Linked DNA regions of Mus musculus: region 2 is linked to region 1. Evidence: chromatin contacts called from public Hi-C data. All regions are on one chromosome and are shown on one strand. Each heading gives the region's core, a stretch centred on a gene start, on an enhancer-like site or on the middle of the called end of the contact. The rest is flanking DNA. Distances are from core to core; before and after follow the strand shown. Region 1 overlaps Aak1 (AP2 associated kinase 1). Region 2 holds the start of Gfpt1 (glutamine fructose-6-phosphate transaminase 1).

What was found. Hi-C and Micro-C count contacts between places; a contact is called where the count stands out from the background.
Region 2: a Hi-C map of CD8 T cells shows a contact between it and region 1, with 1.6 times the contacts expected there. The contact joins the promoter of Gfpt1 here to the enhancer-like site in region 1. A contact is called at or near these places in 1 of 39 promoter capture datasets (erythroid cells), 4 of 484 Hi-C or Micro-C datasets (CD4 T cells, CD8 T cells, Th1 cells and 1 more), 2 of 115 datasets of contacts at active chromatin or transcription factors (extraembryonic endoderm stem cells and pancreatic cancer cells) and 3 of 9 other capture datasets (adipose tissue, liver and pancreatic islet).

What each region holds. Positions count from the first base shown.
Region 1 is chr6:86,868,406-86,873,665 of GRCm38.p6, forward strand. The region is part of intron 1 of Aak1 (AP2 associated kinase 1); the gene reads left to right. Among named protein-coding and RNA genes, the nearest start is that of Aak1, 22 kb to the left of the region's middle. Within about 2 kb of position 1,961, at least 38 of the 459 cell types and tissues checked have an H3K27ac peak or open chromatin away from gene starts, as enhancers often do. A contact at or near this core is called in CD8 T cells, Th1 cells and adipose tissue, where this site is marked.
Region 2 is chr6:87,039,843-87,045,102 of GRCm38.p6, forward strand. It overlaps Gfpt1 (glutamine fructose-6-phosphate transaminase 1), which reads left to right and starts at 3,004. Exons shown (of 19, transcript NM_013528.3): 1 at 3,004-3,163. The coding sequence starts at 3,157.

The sequences.
Region 1 (5,260 bases), core at 711-3,210:
TCACCCAGGCTTCTGTGCTTGATATGCTTGTCTCACCAGTGGAGTTTCAACTGGTGTTTGGTATTTGGGGTTGGAAGGCTTAAAACAAAGTGAATGAGTTTCAAATGCAGTCTTTGGTTGAGCTGAGCCCAGTGGTACTAGCACTTGGCTGGCCAAGGCAGAAGGATCTTGAGTTTGAGGCTAACTCAAACCACATAGAGTCTTTGTCTCAAAAAACAAACAGAATCTTTTCTTGATATGGAAGAAAACAAGCAAGAAATCTTAAAAGTTTCCTTTAGTAAGTCTGGGGGGTTGGTGGTGGTGGGGTGGGGTGGTGGGGGCTGGGGGGGAGGGTGATGGGTACACACCTTTAATCCTGGCACTTGGGAGGCAGAGGCAGGCCTGGTCTACAGATCAAGTTCCAGGACAGTCAAGGCCACACTGAGAAACCCTGTCTTAAAAAAAAAGTTTCTTTTGGTGTTTTGATTATTATTAATTAATCCTTAATAATAACAGAATGAGTAAGAGTAAATACATAGCTAGGCAAAGAGAAGAAGTGTTCATCATGTTAGGTGCTAGTCAGTATGTATGTCCCCAGGTCGGCAGCAAAGAGAAGAACTAACTGTTCATCATGTTAGTTGCTAGTCAGTATGTCCCCAGGTCCCCAGGTCCCCAGATCAGCAGCGTCGTTTGAGCCTGCTGTTTACTGAATTGCGACTTACTTAACTGATCTTCTAGTCTTAGACATTTAGATTACTTTATAGTTACTGTAAAACAGCTCTAGGACTTTCTTTAATTTTTGTTATTATTTTTAAAGATAGGGTCTTAACTATGTAACCACAAGCAGACTTCTTAAACTCATTGTTTTGCCCTAGTTTCCAGAGCACTGAGATTAATTATATAGGTATGTGCCTCTACTCCCGGCAGGAATTTTTTCAATTTTATTATTTATTTATTGTTTGTTTGTGCATGTGTGCTTGTGTTTACATACTACAGTATATGTGGAATTCAAAAGTCAACTTAAGAGACTGGATTCTCTGCTGCCTTTCTGTAGGTCGTTGGGCTTGAACTCTGGTCTTGGAAGCAAGATGCTTGGCAAGGAGTGTCTTAATGACTGGGCCAGGAAATTTGTTTGTTTGTTTGTTTAAAGGCTTTGGGCATTTGTTTTCTTACTTCCTTACACTAACTTTCTGAATGTTAAATTCCTGGCTCCAAAGATGGGCACGTTTTAGTTTTCAATTCAAGCTACAAGCCTTTCTCCAGGAAGGTTGGTCTGTAAGGACGTCTGTCTTGTCTGCCATGGTTAGAAGATTGGATGGATTTCCTTCCTTTTCCCTTCCATACTTATTTTTCTTTTCATTTGTTTCTTGTGTTGAAATTCTTATGTTCCTTGGCTCACATTCTTGTTAGGATACTCATCATTGTTTCCATGTTTAAGGCATTAATCCTTGTTGGGTAGCATGGTGATGCATATCTTGGCTATGTAGCCACTCACAAGGCAGAGGCAGGTGGATCTCTGTGAGTTCAAGGCCAGCTTGGTAGTTTCCAGACAGCCAGGACTACACACAGAAACCATGTCAAAAAACCCCAAAATGAAACAAAAAGGGACCAATCCTTGGTGATATGCATGGCAAGTTGTTTGGTTTTTTTTTTTTTTTTTCTATTTTGTTATTCACATTTGCTAATGGTGTGTTTTTGTGGATATTTTAAATTTCCGTACATTCAAACTTTTTTTTTCCCCCTAAATGATCTTTTTGAGAGTAACAATTGGAAAGGCCTCAGGAAAGGCAGGGCCTAGTTTCCAGAGAGCTGTGGGTCTGGAGGCTGTCTGAGAACACTAGAAGCCATTCTGAGCTTTTCTGGTGGAGTTGTGGGGTTGAGCAGCAGTGACCTTAGAAGAGCTGGGAGCCTGAGGAGCAGTCTGACTGAAGGAAGAGCATTTAGAAAGCTGTCGCTGCGGGCTGGGTAGCAGAGTGGTAACAGAAACAGAGGCGTGTCCGTGAGCGTTCTGAGTCTTACTCAGCCCTTGACGGGATAGTGTGGGAGGGGAGCCATGCCAATCTCTAGTTAATTTAGGTGACATGCTGAGGTGACACGCAGCAAAGGGAAAAGAGCAAGGCTCTGCAGTCATGATCAGTTGGAAGTCTGTTGGGGGTTGTCTGGCCACTTATTTCCTGTTACCTACCAGCCTAAGCCTCACAGTCTACATCCACAGGGGTTTATGGTGTTGCTTTCGATGGTGTTTCTGAGTTTTGTTGTTGTTTTTAGATCATGGTCTCAATGCATTGTCCACAGCAATCTTGTACTCACAGTTTTCCTGCGTGCTGGGACTGAAGCCAGTGCAGCCAGCCTCAGCTCTACTTTATTGTTTCTCAAGGTGACTGGGGTGAACTTTTCCTGTGATTTTTTTTTTTTTTTTTTTTTTTTGATACTTGTTAAAATTGTCTTTTCTCTTACCACCCGACTCTACTGTAGACCTGATTTCAGAGCATTCCAGCATGGACCAGAATATTACGTTCTATCACCATGCTTCATCCTCAGCAGAACACAACACGCAGAAATAGGAAATACTTCCTTGTTTGTCCCCCTCCCCCCCCCCGGGAATGCCCTGCATTTAGAGGATGAAGGGTACACACACACTCGCACCCCTTTTTTTCTTTTTCTCATTCGTGCAAGGTTTCATGATGCAGCCCTGGCTGGCCTGAAACTCACTATGTAGTCTAGGTTGGCCTCAAGTTCAGAAATCTACCCACTTCTGCCTCCCAAATGCTGGTTTAAAGATATGCACCACCAAGCCTGATAACTTTTTACTTCATTGAAGTGGGCTTAGGCTTTGAGTAAATCAGTTTTAGTAAAGACAGTTTAAGGAAGTGAAACATCATGGATTGATTTGCTTGAAGCTTCCATGAGATATGGTTTGAAAACATAAACTAGTTGCGATTCAGAAGAGCAGTGAGCCAAGCATGAAATCTGAGTTGAATAGCATTTAAAGTTTAGCAGGAAGCCAGTTGTGGTGACTCATTCCAGCAATGGAAGGCAGAGGCAGGTGGATCTCTGTGTTTGAGGTCAGTCTGGTCGACAGAACAAGTACCAGGACAGCCAGGGAGACAGAGAAACCCTGTCTGAAAAAACTAACTAAGTAAATAAGTTTATCAGGAGATTCCCCAGAAGGACGGAGTTAGAGATGGGGGAAGTCAGCACTGGCAGTTGTTACAGACATGTGACCCTAAATGTTAAATGGTTGGATGACACACAGAACAAGTCCTCACGATTGGGCTGCTATGGGGTCAGCCTTCCCAAATCTGTTTCAGAATGATGCAGATACAGCAATGACTAGGGTGGGGAAGGAGCAGGATCACCCTGTGTAGACTGTTTCTTCTAGAAGTTTGGATAGGGAAGAGGCGGTCTCATAGTAGCTTAGATTGGGACGTACTTGAATGTATTAGTGTGTCGCGCCCACAAGAGAAACTAGGTGCCAGGAACTCAGAGGAGCAGGGATTTCTATGTGAGGTGGAGGAGGTGCCGGATGAATTGACCAGGAGAGCACGGAAGGAACACTCATGCTCGAGGTGTGACGTCAGAGCTAACTTCCTGTTCTACGTACTGAAGCATGTCAGAGATGACTTCCTGTGCTGGGGTGACTTCCTGTGCTGAGGAGTGTAAGAGGTGAACTCCTGTCCTGAGGTGTGGAGGGGTGTGAGAGGTGATCCCCTTTTCTGAGATGCTGAGGGGTGTCTAAGGGTGTTTACTATAGATCCTGTGAGCTGGTGCATGGGCAGACCTGAAGATACGGATGGTTCAGTTTTTGGCTAATTACAGACCTCAATTGTTTTTAGTGTTATGTAGATATCATTTGTGGTATTTATTTGATAACTTCATGTTTATTAGAAGCAATTAGTTTTTTTATTTTATACTTGTATAATTTATGTTAACTATCAGGGTTTTGTTGTTGTTATTGTTGTTTTGTTTTGTTATGGAGACAGGGTTTCTCTGTGTAGCCCTGACTGTCTTGGAACTCACTCTGTAGACCAGGCTGGCTTTGAACTCACAGAGATCTGCCTGGCTCTGCCTCCTAAGTGCTAGGATTAGAGGCATTCTCTATTACTGCCCAGCTGGGTATTTTGTATGCATATATATTTTCTTTTCTCTGAGCTCTGGCTAGCCTGCAACAGGCTACATAGATCAGGCTGGTCTCCAACTCAAAGAGATCTTACCTACTTCTATCTCTTTAGGGTTAGGATTAAAGATGTGTTTTACCACACTGGCCTGCTTGTTTGTTTATCTGTACTTTGGGTTTGAGTTTGAAAAGATTTTGGGTGGCTGGAGAGATGGCTCAGTGGTTAAGAGCACTGACTGCTTTTCCAGAGGTCCTGAGTACAATTCCCAGCAACCACATGGTGGCTTAAACCATCGGTAATGAGATCCGATGCCCACTTGTGGTGTATTTGAAGACACAATAGTGTACTAATATACAATAGATGAATAAATAAATCTTTAAAAAAGGTCTTATTTAAAAAAGATGATTTTGGGGGACTGGGAAGATGACTGAATTGATAAAGTGTTTGCCACACAAGCATAAAGACCTGAGTTTGGGCACTCAAGACATGTAAAAAGCCTGGGGTGTGTCCTGAATTCCCAGCACTCGGGAGGGAGGAGGTAGAGAGAGGAGTCATGGTCTCGTGGGTCAGCCAGTCCAGCCAAGTTGATGAGCTCCAGGTTCAACGAGAAGTCCATGAGAGCATGCATGCATGTGCACACACCTTCCCACCCACACCCAAAGAGATTCTGCATAGTTTCTGTCAAAGTACTTTTAGCACTAGTTTTTTAATTTACTGCTCTGTGTGTTTGTGTGTGCGAGCTCGTGTGCTTTATTGTTAGAAGTTTCTGTTTACTTTTACTTTCCAGGCCTACTGGTCAGATCAGTAGAGCTCTTAGATATCTTGTCTCACTGAACTAGTTATCAGCTAGCTCTTAAAGGAGCCTTTACCTTAGGAGTTTTGGACCAATAGAACACTATTGTTCCTGAATCTCTGTGCTTGGTTTCTAGATAAAGGGGAAGGAAGGTTTGACATTGGCAGCAAAATGCTATCCTGCTTGGTCTTTTCCAGTTCATAAATTACAATAGTTGTCACAGAAGTCTCTATCAAAGGCTGCCTCTTCCAATTCTCTTAACTTTATCACCCCTTGACATTTTGGGTGGGACCCCTGTGGACACAAATCCACTGGGGCAGAAGTCTGAAAAAAGTGGCATAGTGTTTACATATAACTTAGCATATCCTCT
Region 2 (5,260 bases), core at 1,754-4,253, 170 kb after region 1:
ATATGTATCCTAGCACCTCTATTTCATTTTACACAATACTTTCATTGCTATTTATTAGAATTTGGATAAGGGGAATGTAGGTAAAAGGACAAAGAAAAACACCTTGACCCAGACTTGACCCCAAGACCAGGGCCAAGAAACAGAATCCCATCAACCCCTGGCCACTCTGGAATCCCCCCCCCCCCCGCACTCCCCCCATCCCCCCCCCATCCCCCCAATCCTCTATAAACCTCTCTTCTGCTCAGTTCTCTGCTGCTTCTTGCCCTCCTGGGTCACTCCCCGCCCTTCCCTGCACCCCATACATCTCTCGTGTGAAGTTTGTTGTGCAGTGTGACTGTATGGTATCCTTGGCTCTGGAATGCCAGGAGACCTCTCTAAGCAGAGCTGTAACACTTTTTTGGGGGGAAACCTCCCCCTGCTGGAGCAGAACTGAAACACTTTGACTGAAGGATCAGAGCTGTTCCACTGGGGTTGGGGGAGCCTTCCCCCCACAGGCAGAGCAGAGCTGTAATACCTCTGTAAGGGAAGAGTTTACTTTCAGAGCTGTGACACTTACAGGAAACAAAAATCACAGAGATGAGGAAGGTCAAAAAGTCTTAAAGCAAGGACTAGCTGGCTAGCCTTATATCAACTTGACACAAGCTAGAATTGCCTGAAAGGAGGGAGACTCGTTTGAGAAAAATGTCTCCATAAGATCCAGCTGCAAGGCATTTTCTTACTTAGTGATTGATTGGAGAGGGCCCGGGCCCAGCTCATGGCGGGTGGTGCCATCCCCAGGATGATAGTCCTGGGTTCTATAAGAAACAGACTGTGCAAGCCGTGCAGAGCAAGACAGTAAGCAGCATCCCACCATGGCCTCTGCATTAGCTTCTGACTCCAGGCCCCTGTCCTGTATGAGTTCCTGTGTGGCTTCCTTCAGTGATTGACTACAGTGTGAAAGTATAAGCCAAATAAACCCTCTCCTCCCCAGCTTGCTTTTGGTCACCATGTTTTGTTGCAGCAATAGAAGCCCTAATTAAGACAGAGACTCTCCCTCCTTAAATTTGTTCAGTGTTGCTGGTTAGGAGAAAACAAAACAAAACAAAAAAACCGTGTTCTCAGATGTTCAAATTAGGCTCAGATGGCCTCTTTCCTTCACACAGCATTTATTTTCTCCTCTGGGTTTATTTTTACAGGCCCAGAGAAGGCAGAGCTCTACACAGAGGAGGGGCAGTGTCTGAGCTGGCACATGGTTACAAAGCATTCTTTGTATGGTGGTTTAGTGAGCTTGTTCAAGGCTGGGCTGGAGAGCATTGGCCTTTAAAGTTTCCTTTCAGCTGGTGCTGAGCACCTACCCAGACAGCAGCAGAACGGAGATGGGTAAGATAAGGAACTGTGAGTCGGTAGGCACAGCTGAACAAAGTACTGTAGCTGAAACACTTTGCTGGTACTACTGCCATTTCCTTTGTGGCATCGACAGGTTTGCTGCCAGCAAACAAGGGAGGCAAGGCACCAGAACCACACTTCGGTTCTTGTGCAGTATCATTCAAGTCGCCTTCCAGGGGAGGGTCTCTAAGAGGTCCTCTAAGGAACATGTCACTGTGTTAGCTCTGCCAACGTAATCTAGGGACCTGTGTAATGGCTTGGAATAATGAAGAGCCTTTTAGATGAGAAATACTTCCTTGATTACTTTTTCTAGCCTCTATTTGAGATAGGCGATAAAAAAACTGAAAAGCCTTTGCTTCCTTGCACATACAAAGAGCTTAGGACAAGCCTATAAGGCTTTTATCACTCTTTCCAGCCACCAGAACAGTTTTAATTTGCCACGTATTGCTCTGGTCTATGACTAGGCAAGTGTTGGTTATTAAAAAAAAAAAAAGCCAACCAAACAAACAAACAAAAAAATCTCACTCTATCATAAAGGAACTTAACAGTTTAGTGGGGAGAGGAAAAAAACCACCTTTAATACAGAAGTCTGTTATAGCCGGGCGTGGTGGCGCACGCCTTTAATCCCAGCACTCGGGAGGCAGAGGCAGGCGGATTTCTGAGTTCGAGGCCAGCCTGGTCTACAGAGTGAGTTCCAGGACAGCCAGGGCTACACAGAGAAACCCTGTCTCAAAACAAACAAACAAACAAAAAACAAAACAAAAAACAAAAAACCAAAGAAGTCTGTTATTGTATGAGACAGATCAAAGGATGAGATGTTAAAACCATCTTGGGGAGACCTAAAGATGTCACACTTAAAAGTGGCAAGGATGTGATGTGGGACTCTGTAGAATAACCCTGGCGTGCAGTTTTGAATGCTGGAGCAGTAGGAAGGGGATTCTGGCTGAGAGTGCTTCTGTGGGCCCTACTCATTCATTTCCGTTAGAGCTATCAAGTGCGGGCTGATAACCAGCTACTTTTGCTCCAAGGTATTATTTAAACCTTCTGAAAGGGAACGCCCCGCTAACTCCTCTTTTCTCAACGGAGAGTTCATTCGCGACAAGAGCGATCCCGAGTACAACGTGCCCACAGCTTCCCTGAGCGCAGGCGCAGTGCTGGGACTACTGACTAGTGGTACCTTAGGCAGAGAACAGTGAGGAAGGCAGGGAGTGGGGCGCTGAGCACCTTGCCTACAGCTCAGGTCGTCACCGGAATGGCTGCCCGAGGGCGTCCTGCAGGCTCCCGCACCTCTGCGCCAGCAGCGCAGTTCCGGCCACCGTGGCTCTGCACACTGACACGTCTGTCCCAGGCTCTCCCTCCTGCCCTACAGCTTTTCTCTCTGTCTCCCTCCTTCCCGTTCCCCTTGAAACACACAAACTGCTGTGTAAACATTCCCTTCCTCCTCCTCCTCCGAGGCTCGGCTCGCCCTCAGCGGGCGGCTCCAGGAACCTAAAGCGGATGCTGGTCGAGCCCCTGCCACGTCGCTACCCGCAGCTCTGCGTCTGCGCGCTGGGCGGGCGATGCCTGCGCGTGAGCGGCGCGGGCGCGGCCCAATGGGAGAGCCGCGGCGGCGCGCGTGGCCGGGGGGGGCGGGGCGGCAGTTGAGAGCGAAGCGAGCGCTGAGTCGGACTGTCGGGTCTGAGCTGTCGCATCCCAGAGTCCTCTCATTGCCACCACCCCGGCCCGAGCTCACCCTCGCTTCTGAAGCTCTCCGCGCGCCCGACAGCTCAGCCCTCGCCCGTGACCAACATCATGTGCGGTAAGGGCAGCGATGGGGGTGTGTGGTGGCCGCAGGGCCCGCGCAGTGAAGCCAGAGGTGGACAGCGCGTGTCAACAGAGCGGCCTTGGGGCTGGGGTCCTGAAGAGAAGGGGGGCTTGTGGAGCGGGCATCCCGAGGAGATTGAGGGTCCTGAGGGGAGCCGGGATCTGGAAGGAGAAGGGTCTCTGGGGAGAAAGGCTGCTGTCCGTGAGGCAGGGACTCTAAGATGGGGATTCCGGTGTTGAAGGGGCGGCCGGAGCTAGTGTGCTTAAGAGGGACCGGCAGAGGAGATTGTGGGGGCCCTAGGAGTCAGAGGCTACTTAAAGGGGCTAGAGGATTGGGGGTGGGGTGGGCCAGGGAGGGTATCAGAGCGTTCAAGGGGCACCTTTGCATAGAGCTCAGAGGATAGATGAATACCTACCTTAGAAGAGCTGTGAGGCTCAAAGTGAGACCAAGTATGGAGGGATGCCTAGGGGAAGGTCCACCAGGTGAGTGAGGCGACCTGTGAACATGCTGTGTGGTACTGGGGGTTAAACTCATAAAGGCAGCTTGTCAAGTGAGTGAGTACTCTTTCCCTTAGCCACACCCCCCAAATCCCCTTTTTCTGTCTCTTTGTAACTGGGTCCCACTTGGTAGCCCAGGTTGGCCTGTAATTCACATTGCCCTGTCTCAGCCTTCCAAGTGTTGTGATTATAAGTATGAATGACCACTCCTGGCTGGTAGCATTTCTTGAATTTACTTATCTTGCAGTCTTAAAAATACTTAATTCTAGTCACTTTATTTTAGGCAGGCCTGCGAGAACTCAAGCCAACGCACTGACAGTGATACCCCACATGACTTCTGCCACTCTTAAGTCTCTCAACAGGAACCATTACTAAATCAATAACTTGATGAAATGGGCTCAGAGCTGATCTTGTTGGAAGAGAGAGTAGTAGTCCTGGCTAAAGATCCCACATCATGCATGTACACCTGTTTAACATATGTCTTTACTACAACCATTAAAAAAAACAGGCTCTTTTATTCCATATTTTAAGGCTTCTTATTTAGCTGGGCGGTGGTGGTACAACGCCTTTAATCCTAGCCCTCAGGAGACAGAGGCAGGTGGAAATCAGTGATTTTGAGTACAACCTGGTTCCAAGACAGCTGGAGCACAGTTACACAGAGAAACTCTGTCTTACCCCTCACCCCCGCCCCCCATTATCAAAAAGTGTTACTAAAAGATACCATGAGAATTATATATGATACCACTAATAATATTGTAAAATGGGAATGAGCCATTAGTAGTATTTAAAAAGTTATATTTTTACCTTTCCTTTTAAAACCGACAATGACCACTAGACTAAAGAGCGTTTGTTTCTTAGAAATAGTGTCCCACGCTGTCTCTCAAGCAGGTCTAGATCCCAGTTCTCCTTCAGCCTCGTGAGTGCTGAGATTCTAGGCATGAGCCACTGTGCCTGGTTCCCAAGAAAGAACACATTTTAGAAAGAGGTATTGTAAGACTTGTAGCTGTGTGAGAAACATTCTTTGTAGTCTTTCACTTGTAAGAACTCGGGAAGGGGTAGGTTGTCCTCAGTGTGTGTTTTCCTGTGTTTAATCGTTTCGCCTTCTGAAAATGAAGAGCAGGCTTAAGCTTAGAGATTCTAGATTTTAGAATTCTAAACATCATGGAATTACTGGATTAGAGTTGACTTCATAATTAATTATACTTTTACTGTTTAATAGATTGGTTTTACAAAACATTCATAAATTAGTTTCAAATTGTGAGTAGTGAATTTTCAAGCTGGTTAGTTACTAGTTTGCTGTGTTTGGTAGTTAACGGTTTTCTCTCTTTCTTTGAGACTGACTCTCACTAGCCTGGGTTGGCTTTGAACTCACTCTGTAGCTGGGAATAACCTTGAACTCCTGATCCTCCTTCTGCCCCCAAGGGCTGGGATGGCAGGACTCTGCCACCACACCCAGCTAGTTAAACTATGTTGGAGTGATGAGTTATGTACCTAGGCAAGTACCTGGCATTCTGGTTGCAGGTTATTTCCTCATCTTGTACCAGGAAGAAAAGTATTTGTATACTATAAAACAAAAAGAAAAAGGAATCGGATG